Regions from separate parts of the Mus musculus genome. Here region 1 is linked to region 2. A link is a contact called in public HiChIP or PLAC-seq data. All regions are on one chromosome and are shown on one strand. The core of a region is the stretch at or near the end of the contact, and the rest is flanking DNA. Distances in the headings are between cores, read along the strand shown.

What was found. HiChIP or PLAC-seq counts read pairs in DNA pulled down with a chosen protein or histone mark.
Region 1: a contact with region 2 is called in an H3K4me3 HiChIP or PLAC-seq map of the 230-238 cell line, with 13 read pairs. The contact joins the enhancer-like site here to the promoter of Mpp5 in region 2. A contact is called at or near these places in 6 of 39 promoter capture datasets (3T3-L1-derived adipocytes, the HPC-7 cell line, frontonasal cranial neural crest and 3 more), 1 of 15 datasets of contacts at CTCF or cohesin (the G1E-ER4 cell line), 6 of 484 Hi-C or Micro-C datasets (astrocytes, brain, forebrain and 2 more), 11 of 115 datasets of contacts at active chromatin or transcription factors (the 230-238 cell line, the SCID.adh cell line, bone marrow-derived macrophages and 5 more) and 3 of 9 other capture datasets (adipose tissue, liver and pancreatic islet).

The regions. Positions count from the first base shown.
Region 1 is chr12:78,796,994-78,804,125 of GRCm38.p6, reverse strand. It overlaps Mpp5 (membrane protein, palmitoylated 5 (MAGUK p55 subfamily member 5)), which reads right to left. Exons shown (of 15, transcript NM_019579.3): 3 at 6,736-7,132. The coding sequence starts at 7,102. Among named protein-coding and RNA genes, the nearest start is that of Mpp5, 52 kb to the right of the region's middle. Within about 2 kb of position 3,880, at least 12 of the 459 cell types and tissues checked have an H3K27ac peak or open chromatin away from gene starts, as enhancers often do. A contact at or near this core is called in the 230-238 cell line, where this site is marked.
Region 2 is chr12:78,746,073-78,753,335 of GRCm38.p6, reverse strand. Mpp5 (membrane protein, palmitoylated 5 (MAGUK p55 subfamily member 5)) reads right to left here and starts at 4,389. Exons shown (of 15, transcript NM_019579.3): 1 at 4,230-4,389.

The DNA of each region.
Region 1 (7,132 bases), core at 2,631-5,130, 51 kb before region 2:
CAAATTATTATTATTTAATAAAGTAGAGTCAAATCTCAGGTATGTGCATTTTTTATTTATTGAAATTGAATGCTATAGCACTGAATTACTTTTAGTAAGATTATGTTGAAGAACCAACATTTATAGGAGTATGCATTATCTAGCAAACTGTTAAATCTTCAGGGACACTCTAAGTTAAGCAACCTCATTTAGAAACAATACTTCAAACTAACTATTTTCAATCAGTTAATCACTTATTTGTAGAAGTAAACAACAAATATCCATGAAAAAATGGCTAATAGTTTATTTAGAAGTACCTAAAACAGGTTAAGCAGACATTTGATAGTAAAAGTAACTTCAGAAGGAAGCTAATATAAAAAAGAATCACTGGCCCTGAAATTTTGCTAGCTTTAAAAAATCCTTATCTTTAAACGTTTATGACAGGGTGACAAAATTGTAGTATATCTCATTATATCAAGTCAGTTTATGTTAGAAATCTAGAAGAGTTTTGTTACTTTATTTCATTCTTTATTCACCCTTATTTTCTTTGCTTTTATCTTTTATTTTCTTCACATTAAAACATCTGGTACACAACAAGAGGCTTTAACCACAAAATGCAAGTGTTTTCTACGTAACTATCAAGCAGCTCACTCTGTGTGTACGCCCTTTCCTGCTGCCTCTTCAAGGGTGTATCAAGTACACAGTCACACACACAGAAAGCAGTTTTCTCCAGCCTATTCTCTTTATTCTGCCTAGTTCTCCACAACCCCAAATTATATAACTGCTAATACAAAACAAAAGTTGGCATACATAGCCTGAGAATTATCTGGTTCTATCTCTTTCTACTCTAACCTTCACTTTTTTTTCAGGATTTCGTTAACAAGATAGTTTACTTTGATGATAAATGAGAACAAAACAATTACTTTATTTGCAATAAAGGAAGGTTTTGAATGTACATCAATTTTAAGGAAATCTTAATTAAAATTCTTACAACTTGTAACAGTATTATTTAAGACTTCTAGCTGCTTTTAAACAAAATTTGATTTGTTCCTCCTGAGTATTTCCTGTATCATTCCACTTTTCTGAATGTTTATTATTATTATATATTACAAATGTACAATATACATATAAATATGTACAAATTTACATATACAATCATTAAAAATAACCTTTCTAGTCACACTTTAAATTCTTAAGGAATGCTTTGTCTACTCACGGATAAATGATGTGTTGACTGGAAACTGAAGGCGTCTTCTCAAAGAAATAAATGAGCAGCCCTGTCCTTCCCTCACTTAAAAAAATTGTTGTTTCTGGCTGTGAAGAAGGCTGAAGCCATCTCCTGTCATGTGTCTATTAATTAAGACACTGACAAACAGACACATAATTTTAAGGGAGTATTTCTGTTGTAGTCTGATGTGTTAGCAGATTATTAGCAGAGAAAAATATTTGATAAGCAGTATTACACTTCTTTAGAAATATTTTTTTTGGTTCCTGTACAAAATGATGAGTTTCATTATGATTTATTAAATCTTCCAGGAAATAAATTACTAATACCTGGCACCATATTTCAATTTAGAAAATAGGTAAAACAGCCACATAAAAGCATTAAAAGGTAAAAAGGTAAAAGGCCACATAAAGGCATTAATGAAAACCATAGTGGATTATAAATTGGAAGAAATAATAGTCGTCTTTTAAACTTGTAGAAATGGAAGTCATGAGTAGGAACGGAAAAAAGTATAAAAAGTATAAACTTAGCCTGATTCTAAGTAATGCCACATGGACAAATACATTAGTCTTAAAAGAATTCAACATAAACCAGATCAATCCAGGCTAAATGAGGGAGGGAGAAACGGTAAGAAATGAAGAGTAAGCAAGAAGAAACAAGATAAAACATTTCTATTCTAACAAAACCCTTAGGAGGGGAAACACTAAAATTCTTTCATATAGAAGTACTAAATACTAATTTTTCCTACTGTAATTCTATCTGAGGGTATGCAGCAGACTTTACTATCTCTGAATACACAGTTGGAATAAACCTTGAACAAACTCTGTCAAACCCTGACCAAGGAACTTCCCCTTCTCCTATGACCTGCTAAAATCCACCACCCCTATGTTGAAACTCCAGCCCCTTTCCCCTCACCACCACTGCCTAACTCAGTCACACACTGTCAGCATCCTGAAAGCAACAACATGAAAGCCCTTGATTTGGGGGAGGGGACAGTGTTTGGAGGCCAGGCAGTCCTGAAAAATAAACTGGTCTTGTCTAGACCAACAATTCTATGAAGTAGAGACTGTATGTAGCCCCCTGAAGCTGTATTTAACTTCCCATTCCCACCTCCCTTTCCTCTTCGCAGAACACTCCCTACAGACACCCAGTTCAGTCCTTCCCTGTTTCAAACAGTCCTGTCTGTTGAAGTTAGATGGATTCTTTCTGCCATCTGTCCCTTTACACCATCCTAGAAGTCTAACACACATTATTTAAGCACAGACATTTTAAATATGCATTCTACACAAAATTTATCAAAGAAAAGTAAATGAGATACAATAGAAACTGCTTCCTATCTGGAATAAAGACTCATGAGAGAACAAACGTAGCATGTATATGATGCTCATGGGCAAATCAGGGTTAGCCTAAGCCCTGGCCAAGTGAGTGAAGTGCAGGCTAGATGTTACTTCCTATTCAAACCTCTACTTGCAGCAGCACAGATCAACTCTAGATGTGGCAAATTCAAATTTAACCCTCCCAAAGTATTAGCTTGATGTCAAAGCAAGTGATGGGACTGAAATTCAACTGTTGTTTCTTTTGTTTTGTGTGAGATCACAGCATGTTGTCCTGGCTAGTTTGGAACTCACAATCTTCCCACATCAGTTTCCCAGCAGCTAGGATTACACGTCCGCACTGATACTGGCTACTGTCTTTATCTCTGAAACAGACCATAGAGGCCTTCTTAACAGGATTATTATAGGAATGGTATATGCTAAGGTACCTAACTGCAGGTTTCAACAGGCACAGGAATGGTAAAATGACAATGATATAAAAAACAAACTTTATTACATCCAAAATTAAAAAAATGTTTATTTCATCTAAAAAACAGTAACTATAAGAAACATCACCTAGCTTTAAAGAGAACACAAATTAACATATAAGGCAACATTTCTTAAAATGACTTCTATTGGCTCTTAACACAGCTCTGTAAGGATCAGTGTATGCAGAAATAAAATTTATTGATTAAATGCTCCACGTGTGAGAATATGCATCTGCCATCACTCAGATCTCAGATCTAATCTCATTAGATCCACTCTGCCTGCTAATGTAAAGGCTTGAAGAAATTCTTTAATAAGAAGAGTTTTTTAACCTAGGATTCTCATGTTATTTGGACACAGAACTCTTTTGTATATAAATCATATCCTAGATCCAGGTTTTCAATTTTTTGTCATGCAAAAGAGTTCGAAGATAGTAAGTTGATCCCACATAAGCAATTCCTGTTTATCTTTTTAAAAAATTCCTGTTTATCTTATTGACAGTTATCAAAAACTAGATTTTAAGATGTAATTATTATCTTCATCATTATTCAACTTTATTTTCTAGTAGTTTAATAAAAAAAAAACTGAGTTGCTATAAAACATACTGCCTTGTGGGCAGTGCCACTCCCAGGCAGGTGGTCCAGGGCTGTATTAAAAAACAAGCTGAGCAAGCCACAAAGAACATGCCAGTGAGTAGCTTTCCTCCATGGCTCCTACCCTAACTTTTCTCAATAATGGATTATGATTGGTACATGTAAACTAAATAAATCCTTTTTTCTCCAAGTCACTTTCAGTTACTGAGCTTATCACAGCAAAGAATGCAAATTAGGACAGAGAGCGGTCTCAGGAGCTGGTGTTGTGGTAACCATACTGCTTTTGAGAGAGCTGTGAAACTGGAACTTGTGGCTGGAAAAGCCACTGAGTGCTTAGGGCTTCATAGGCTGCTCTGTGGCAGCTTGGAGGAGAAGACTGCTGAGGCAAAGGCAGACAATGGAGGAATCTCTCAAAAACTGTATCAGGCGTTCTGGTGATAGTTCCAAATTAAGAGTCTGTAGTTTCTGGTTGTTGAGGTTTACGAATCAGCAGTGATTCCTAAGAGACCAGGATCACCGAAACGTTTGATGTAAGAGGACAATCGACTAGTTGGCTGAGGTTGAAAAACCAGCTGTGACTAACAAGAGGCCAGCAACACTGAGGTGAGATTTTTTGGCAACTATTTCTTCAGGGGGAACACAATGAAACTGTGATCCCAGCAAACGCTGCATCTCAAGCCAGAAGCTGAAATTAGCAACATGTAAGTCTCCCGAATGGTAACTGTCTTGGTTTGGTTTTTTTTTTTCCCATTTTTTATTAGGTATTTAGCTCATTTACATTTCCAATGCTATACCAAAAGTCCCCCATACCCACCCACCCCCACTCCCCTACCCACCCACTCCCCCTTTTTGGCCCTGGCGTTCCCCTGTACTGGGGCATATAAAGTTTGCAAGTCCAATGGGCCTCTCTTTCCAGTGATGGCCGACTAGGCCATCTTTTGATACATATGCAGCTAGAGACAAGAGCTCCGGGGTACTGGTTAGTTCATAATGTTGTTCCACCTATAGGGTTGCAGATCCCTTTAGTTCCTTGGGTGCTTTCTCTAGTTCCTCCATTGGGGGCCCTGTCGTCCATTCAATAGCTGACTGTGAGCATCCACTTCTGTGTTTGCTAGGCCCTAGAATAGTCTCACAAGAGACAGCTATATCTGGGTCCTTTCAGCGAAATCTTGCTAGTGTATGCAATGGTGTCAGCGTTTGGAAGCTGATCATGGGATGGATCTCTGGATATGGCAATCACTAGATGGTCCATCCTTTCGTCACGTTTTTGTGTTTTTTAAAGAGAAGGCCAGAAGAGGAATGCTTACAGAGTGTGGGATAGAGCAACCTCTTCTTAATTTTTTTTAAAGAACTGTTTGGTTATTTTATGTATATGAGTACACTGTTGCTGTCTTCAGACACACCAGAAGAGGGCATCGGATCCCATTATAGATGGTTATGAGCCATCATGTGGTTGCTGGGAATTGAACTTAGGACCTTTAGAAGAGCAGCCAAGTGCTCTTAACCTCTGAGCCATCTCTCCAGCCCAGTAACTGATTTTCAATGGCACAAAATTTCAAGAGTGAAGAAGGCATGGAGAGACCTGGAACCATGTGGCAGGATTAGAATCCCTGAAGAGACTGAGAAGCCATTGATTGCAGGTGTACCTTCATTGCAGGGGAGACCAGAGAATACTGAGAGATACCAACCAGTACCATGGGGTAACTACCAAGGACAGCTGCACTAGTAGAGTGGGATCAACTTGAGCTTATGAGACAAGATGTGTGTTTTGCAAATGGTAGATCTAAAAATCTGAGCTGCCAAAGCCCTTTAGTGCTCAGAAGATCATAAGGGAGTCCCAGATATTAGACACTAAGCTGACACCACTGAGTTTGGAGTTTTGGGTTGATTTCATTGTAACTGTCTAATGTTTCAAGTATATAACTTGGTTTTGGTTTTAGAGGAGCACACAGTTAAAAGAGACTCTGGATTTATAAGAATGTGAGCTTTTAAATTGCAAGAATTTTTAAAGACTGTGGAACTTTTAAAAGTTGGATTATTTCATACTGTGATATTAATACTTACATGATATCTTGAGGACAAATAAGAAAGGAAAGGTCATGATTAATAGTATTTGTATATCATGTTGGCAAAGGGTCAATTGTGCTGGTTTTCATTAACTTGATATAAACCTAGATATCTAAGAAGAATCTACACTGAGGAAGTCCCTCCATCATATTGGCTGTAGGTATATTTGGGGGATTTTCTTAATTAATGGCTAATGTGAGAGAGCCCAGACTATGGTGGGCAGTACCACTGCTATGTGCTATGTTCCTCAGAACTGCAATATTCCTTCCAAATTGAATGTTTGCTCTAGGAAGGAAAAGGAGGATCAAAAAGACACAAGCCAGGGAGAACAGGAATGTAAAAGACTCAGGCCCCTAGCCAGCAGTGAAAAAAGGATCAAAGAATTGTTGGGGGCAGACAAGAGACTCGGGGCAGCTAACCTGCCTGAAAAAGACATTCAGACTGTCAAGCTATCTGTCAGCTGCATGGAGAATGTCAAGCAGTTTTGGGAGTTGCTACCCACTCTGGGGTAGATTTTCTGGTCTTTAACATTATCTTTGCTGCTTGCTAAGTAACCTTTCATCCACAGTTTTGTTAGTAACCCCAATAAAAAGCTCACTGGCTCACCAAATTGGACATTGGTGTAACCATTTCTTTGGTCTGTCCCCGTTCCCTTTCTGGGATGAACAGATGTGCGTTGCATCTCCCCAGGAACAGCAGCCACCCCTGGGCAGTTGCTCAGGCTGTTAAAAAGGGCAATTTGAGCATGCAAGTCATGAGGCAGTTTTCCTCTATGGTTCCTGCCCTGACTTTCCTCAATGACAGACTGTGACTGCGACATGCAAGCCAAATAAATCTGTTTCTCCCCAAGCTGCTCTCAGTCCTGGTGTTTACCACAGCCACAGAAAACTAACTAGCACAATATCTAAACCAACACTTTTGTTTAATGTGACTAAAATATAAAAGAACTGATCTCAGGGTTGAACTCAACTCGCCATCACTTACAGTCTCTTAAATCTGGCCCTTCGCATACACATTTTCGTTAGGGTATGCAAGGAACCAAAGCAAAACATATTGTGCTATTTTTACTTACCTAATATGTTCACAGCATAGTGAGGACTTTCTAAAACAATTCCTTCTTCCGTGTCAAATATAGGGTTATCTATTCCAGTCTTTGGAGGAATTTGAGCTAGTTTCTTAAGTCTCATGGAAGAATTTAGGTCAAGTTCTTGCTTTTTCCCTTCCTCTTCGCGCCTACGTCTCATATCCTCCTGTTGTTGTCGAATCCGCTCTAACTGTGCACTTCTTCGCACTGGCATCATTCTGGTGCCCAAATCTCCAGGGCAGTCAACAGCCATCTCTCGGTGCTTCGGATATTCCTCTGGTGATGCAAGATCAAGATTTTTTATTCCGCTGTCTGATTCCTCTGTTACATGCCCATTCATATATGATGTTGTCATGGTTATCTATAAAAACCTGTACCACTTTTT
Region 2 (7,263 bases), core at 3,140-5,639:
GCACACTACTTTGCTTGGGGCTCCTCTCTTCCATCTTCAAACACACCAGCTTTCTTTTCTCCATCTAGAAGCTGTTTCTACTGTTGCATCTTTTTTCCCCCAGATTCCACCCTTCCCCTCTCTCCTTTTAAAGACTCGTGATAATTAGGCCCACATGAATAATCTCCATATTCTAAGACGCTGATTAACAACCTGATTAAACTGAAACATAACCAAATATATTCACAAGTTCTAATTATTAGAATATCTTCAAGGGCCACTACTTTGCCTACTAAAGACAGATTTTGCTTTAATTTTGCTGCTGTTTTGTTTCATCTTTAAATACATAAGTTAGAGAAAGGAAGACACTAAAAAACTTATTTACACAGATTTATGGCAACTTTACAATCACAAAAAGCTTAAAAACAAATGTTGGTGAATAGATAAATAAATGTTGGTATTCATACAAGAGAATACTGTGTTCAGCAATAAATTGGAAGGAACTGGATGTGCTCAGGAAAGATGAAACCTAAAATGTATCATGCTAAATGAAAGAAAAGGAGAGATGGTGCTTGCTTAAGCAGCACATACACTAATGCTGGCAAGGTAAAGATTAGCATGGCACCTCTACAAGGATGGTATGCAAATACTTGGAGTATTTCATACCTTTACATAGACTTGCAAGACATGGCCTGTGTAAGAAGAAAAAGACCTCAAGATAATGGTTTAAAGGGATGCAAAGGAAACAAGGAAGAGGTGAGGAGGACTGAAAAGCCAAGGCTGGTGCCAACAAGGCAGGTGTACAAGGAGGTGCGTAAGCCTCACGAGGAAGGACAATCTCCAGCTTAAGTAAGACATAGCTGGGCTTTGAACAGTCTGCGTCTCAAACCCCTCCCCAAAGAGGAAAGGCTCCGTGTGTCTTTCCACATGTGTGCAGTACGTATACCTTTCACAAAGGATTTAATAAACTAAAAACTTCAAATGAATGACAAGAAAAACTAGATAATACTATTAAATGTCTTAAAAAGAGAGATTATAGGAGGGAAATCATTAGTTGCTAGGAGTAAAGTCTGGGGGGAGGCTGACTTTAAAAAAAGATAGTACATGAAACTGTTCCGTTTCTTGACTGTGCCAATACATAAAAATTTAATCTTTTAAAGAAAGGAAACAAATACATAATTTCTCATCCATATGGTCAGAAAAATTTAAAACTGACAATGCTAATCATGGGCAAAGATAAGAAAACACTTCCACTCATAAGAGTAAATGCAGGGAAAATCATTTGCCTGGCTGCAACCAATCAAGTCAAAAATGCACAGCAAACTGCAGTCAACAGTTCCCTTTGCAGGTGGTATACATCTTGGGAAAACACACATCTTTCAGAGACACACTGAAGGATATTCATTAAGCACTGTTTGAAGTATTTAAAAAAATAGAAAAAACTTCAAAAAGGAATAAATTGGGTAGTTATTGAAAAAAAAAAAAGGAAAAAACACAGATAGAAGTGAGGAGGGCAGGACATACAACCTTGGCAGTAATTAATATGATGTGGAGAAAGTAACTTACTGATTTAATTAACAATTAGTAAAGAGCTGGGCGTGGTGGCACATGCCTGCAATGCCAGTACTTTGGAGTCTAAGGCAAGAGAATGAGGAGTTTGGGGCCAGTCTAGTTACATTACCAGGTGTAGGTCTGCTTGGGCTACATACCAAGCAAGATGCTAGGGAGGAGAAGTGGGCAGTCACGTGCAATGAGAACACCACTAAAAGTAGAATACCAAAACAAGTGTGAAGTATTTACTTCACACTCATCACCTCTTCTACAACCCTAACTTGTCCCTGAGACCTAAAAATGTTCTGTACATACATAAGATGACTTCCAACTTAATGATCCTGTAATTTACTAAGTGTATAATAAACACTCCAAAATCAGCAAAACATCAGAGAATTAATAGGTCACATTAATATACGTAAGTCAGAACAATTTTTTCCCAAAACATTTCCAAAATATTGTACACGGTAACATATGAAAAGAAAGCATGAATTTTACCTGTGGAAAAGTTAAAAGAATATGCTAAATATTGTCATCTTAAATTTTTTGAAAGTCTGATGATTGTGACATTTAAATGTGTGTTAACTTTGTAAGACTACAGTGCTCACCAGTCCAATTTGAGTGTAAATGTTAATATGAAGGTAGTTTGTTTGTGATTAACATACAAGATCCATCAAAGGACTTCAAGGAGGTTATTCTCAATTATGTGAGTTTATTAATGCATGCTGTGCACACATTACAGGAGAAACCTCAACAGAAGAGAACACCAAACAGTGGCTCAGAACTCTGGTCTACACAGTATCTTAAACAAAGAACAGAAGTATTTTAGACATGACATGACAGAAAGCAGATTTGGCTTTTGTTTACATAGGTAGGGGACTATAGGTAGTGAGTCTGAGCTTTTTAATCAGACCACAATACAGTAGCCTAGATGGAGGGCTCAGCATTAAAGAGCTCTTGCTGAGGAACCAAGTTAAGCTCCCAGCACCCACAATGGGTGGTCCCCGAGAGCCTGTAACTCTAGTTCTAGGGGAATTCAATGCCTTCAGCTGCCACTGGCACATGCATATATGTGTCAATATCCCACCCCCATGAACATATAAATAAAATCTTTTTTCAAAAAAATTACAATTCCGAAGTCGACATGCATAGCTAAGTCACTGTACCACTTTGGATGACCCTTAGGTAGAATTATATTAAGTCTCTCATCTATTTTAACATTATATTTATATATGTGTATGTGTGTGTGTGTGTGTGTGTGTATAAAATCACTAAGGAGTCCACCATTATTTGTCAAATTCAAGGTGATGACTTTTAGTCATTCGTGGCAAATTTACTCAATTTTTAAAAGATTATGAAACGCTGGGTGTGGTGGCGCACACCTTTAGTCCCAGCACTCAGGAGGCAGAGGCAGGCGGATTTCTGAGTTCGAGGCCAGCCTGGTCTACAAAGTGAGTTCCAGGACAGCCAGGGCTATACAGAGAAACCCTTTCTCGACGCCCCCCCCCCAAAAAAAAAGATTATGAATCTCTTTTGATATCTTTGTCTTTTTTACTTATAAAGCTCTTTAAATTTTAATGTAAGCCTGCTATTACAGTTTAGAATGATCTTTAAAACAAGAAATCGTGTCCACAGAAATACTATAGAAACAGCTCGTCAAGAAAGGATAGTGTTCATTCCCACCAATACCTATACTTCAAAGACACCAGCACACCACATAATTTGTTACTGTTGCAAAAGTTAACAAGTTATTAATTTCTGGCATAATTTAAAAGGATAATTAGAATAGTATCATTAAAACATTACAGTGCCTTATTAAAACCAGAAATACCTTCCACCTTATCCGCTAAATCAAAACTTTAGAATTCTTGCTACACTGGCTTTCAGAATTTAAACTCTTGAAACTCTAAATTAGACACAACACACTAAGTAAAAACCCTCGTAGGTGCTGCATTCATTTTAGAGTAAAGTGTCATGGAAAACTTTTCGGCCGAATCTAAATTCCACACACATTACTGTGTGTCAGTCAGCTGGACAGAAGGAGAGAGCTATCCTTAGTCAGTTACGTAATTTACAATAAGGATCGTTCCGAGCGGCATTCATTGAAAGTAGCTCTACCAAGCATTTACAGGCTTCAAAGTTCACCGGACAATCTCCGTCTAAGTTCTGAGAACGCACTACTCTTTAGCAGTGGTCACAAGGAAGCAGGAACTGTTTATCCGCAGAACGCAATGAGTAGCAGAACACCAGGGGCTGACTCAGGCACCGGAACGCTGGCTGCATTCCGTCTTCCACGGGAAAGTGTTTCCCAGGCTGGTTCCCCGATCCGGCCAGGGGTGGGGTGAGGGAAGAGTCCCAGAGACTCGCGAACTCCGGGCCTGGGCGCAGCGAGACGACTCCCTGCCGTGCCCCCGGCAAGTCCGGCGGGGTGGCCCGCCACCGCGCCAAGGTGCGTCCCCCCCACCCCCACCCCCCGGCCCAGGGAACCAACCGGCATCGCGCGGGGAGCGTCCCTCCGAGGGACAAAGGTTGGGCTGCCACCGCGGCGCCCGGCTCAGCCTGGGGCTCTCCCCAGGGAACCCTGGCGGTGCGGCGGGTCTGGGAGGGGGTGCGAGCCCCGCCGCCCCTCCCCCGCCGCGCTCCCGGGAACCTGTTGATTAAGATCGCCACAGCCCGGGCGCTGCGGGTCCGCCCCTTACCTCCAAGCCCCGGCGGCCGCCGATCCTCTCTCCCTCCCTCGCTCCTCAACGCAGCCCAAGCAACAGCCCTCCGTCTGGCGGCCCTCAAAACACTGGATAAAGAATCCAGAAACTCCCGATTCCTCCCACCTCGGAGTCTCCAGTCCCCGCCCCCTCCTCACCGCCAGCCTCCTCCGTCGCCGCCGTCGCCAGCAACTCCTCCTCGAGGCCGCGCGAGACCGGCCCCCGCGGCTGACGCGAGACCGCGCACGCGCCCCTGGGACGCTGGCGCAGCGGGCGCGCCTATCCCAGGCCGTTCCTGGCGCGGCCCGCCCACGGCCCGGAGAGAGGCTGGAACGGATCGTCCAATCCTGAGCGCGCGTGGGGAGAGGGCCCGCTGATTGGTCCGCTCTTCCCCCCCCCCGCCTCCCGGGGGCTCGGCCGCGCGCACTCACCCGCCTCGAACTGCGAAGCGTTCGTTCTAACCGCTGAGTCGCTTCGCTGCCTCAGCCCACCTCCTCGCCTCTGTGTGGGGTCGCCGTGCTTCCCTGAGACGGACTCGGAAGCCGCTAAGGCTCGACGGGGCCTGGGAAGCGGTCATCTCCTGAGAAAAATCCGATTCCCTTGGAAGAGACCCCTGTTGTCCTGTCAGGCACATCAAAAATGCTAATGCTCAAAACAACCGTGACGCCAACACCTGGTTGTGTATAAAGTTCCACACAATTCCCTGATTCCACAGACGACTCCTTTCTGAAAACCAGGAAGGATGTCAAAGGCCACAGTTGTCACAGAATTCTCCGGAGAGGATTGGGAGTTACTTAGGCTAGTCCCAGCGCGAGTCCATGCTGTCAGGACACACCTATGCCACCATCTGGGAAGGGTGGGCACGGAAAGTGCTATGAAAGTGTGCGCGAGGAACTGGATTTGGAGCAAACAGAAATATGTTCTATGTAGAAACCTCTTCTGCTGGACCTAAATCCATTGCTTCAGCCTGTTGAGTTTTCTCAGGGGCACATGTCGTAGACAACTGTCCCTCTGTGCCTTCGTATATGCAATTAATCATGTCTTTATTTCCTCCCACCGTGGTTTTTAAGCACCATTCCCAATATACCCAGGCTCCTACCTACCTTTTTCCTCTTATGGGTTGTTAGTGTCCCCAAGGAATACTATGCCCTCTGAAGTAAGCACAACTTTTTTTGGGGGGTGGGGGGAGGGCGAAATCCTTCTCTTCCTGGATCATCAAATTCAAATCTTACTGACATTTTATTAAGTACTTAACGTTGTTTATTGGTGTTAGTAAGGCAGAGCCAAGGACAGGACTTTTTTACATACCACTAAAGACCTCTTTCCTTCTGTCAAACATACCTCAGTGGACTTTGAGTACAGACGGACAACTTCCAAATATATGTAACTGAACTGTCTGCTTAGTTCATCTTCACAAAGAAGTGAGAATTTGTGAACTGCAAGTGGACTGTCTCCAGAATTCCTAGACACTGTTAGCCACACACAAAAGGTTAGTGAGTGTTGACATTCCTTTCTACCTTTTTTTTTTTTAATGCATAAGACATTAGGTAACAAGTACTCTAGTTCCTTTTTTAAAAAGTGGTTCCCCCACCCCACCCCCTTTTTGGAAATGTTGACATAAAGCTAGCTTACTCTTGTTGTGAGGACTGTTCTGTGCATGATAATGTGTTTGACAAAATAGTTTCTGTCCCTTAGATTCCAGGCACATCTCCCTTTCCAAAAGTGACAAAAGATGTTTACAGATATAGCCAAAGGGTGGGAGGGTGTTCTTTTTTAAAAGATGTATTTGTTTTTTATTTTGTGTATATGCATATTTGCCTGCATTTATGTGTATGTGTTACCTATTGCCTGGTGTTTGGTGAGGCAGAGATCTTTGGATTCCCTGAGTCTCAGACTGCAGACAATTACAATTCACCATTTGGGTGCTAGGAACTGAACCCATTTCCTCCTCAAGAGCACCAAACATTCTTAACACTTATCTTTCCAGGCTCCTAGAAAGCATTTCTCTTCATACCTTCCAATAGCCCCATCCAGACAGCTTTCCAAAACATTTCTTCCCTAATGAACACCCCTGCCGGGTAACTACCTTGCCTTGCTTCCCCAGTTGCTTAGGTTTTCCTCTTGTAGGCTCCACTCTGATAAAATGATCAATCACTATTAGTGTGAAGCAATGGGGCAGCTGCTACTCTGGAAATATGGGAGATTCCTTTATAAAGTACAGGAAATTTTTATTATTTTATATCCTAAGTATAGAATATAAACTTTTTATTTTTAAAAAGAGAAGATTGTGGCAAATATGAAACCTATTCTTTGGTAAATAGAACATTTTCCAGAACCCCAATATCACACTAATTACTGGCCTTGTATGCAAAAATGGGTACCTGAAAGAGCAGAAAGTATAAAAACTGCAGGCAAAGTGATGAGAGTGCTATTATGTGGATGTGCAACAAGCCTTCCTGGACTTAAATTTTCTCATTTGTAACTTAAGAGGGCTTTTGTTTCTGATTTTATGACTGGGAGCTTCTGCAAATGGAGTCTAACATGGGTAGTACGGGAGTTAAGACAATATAACATTCATCCCAAAGTGGAATAAAATAGTAATCAGTAATTTATTTTAAAACCTCCTGTTTGAAGAACTAACTGTTCGTCCTTGTCAGAAGGCAGTCCACCTGCTGAGTCACCCTGGCTGATTTGTAACTAAACATTACGGATGAATAGAGAAAGCCAAACTGTAAAACCAACTGTAAGAAGAAGAACAACCATAGGACACGTTCTTCCTCCTTCTTTGTCTTGATATCTGCTTATATCACCCACCGATGTATTAAAGTAGTAGAACGCCATGCTGCTTTAAATTTGGGGGAACATTCAGAATAGCATTGTGCTATAGGAGTTGAAACAGCTGATAGACTCTGTCCTGGAGGAATTCACAATAAAGAGACAAGGTAAATACAAACAGTAAAAAAAGTATGGAAAATGAAATTAAAGAATCAAAGAAAGATAAAGTTCATGGCAAGAGGACCTTTACTAGCTA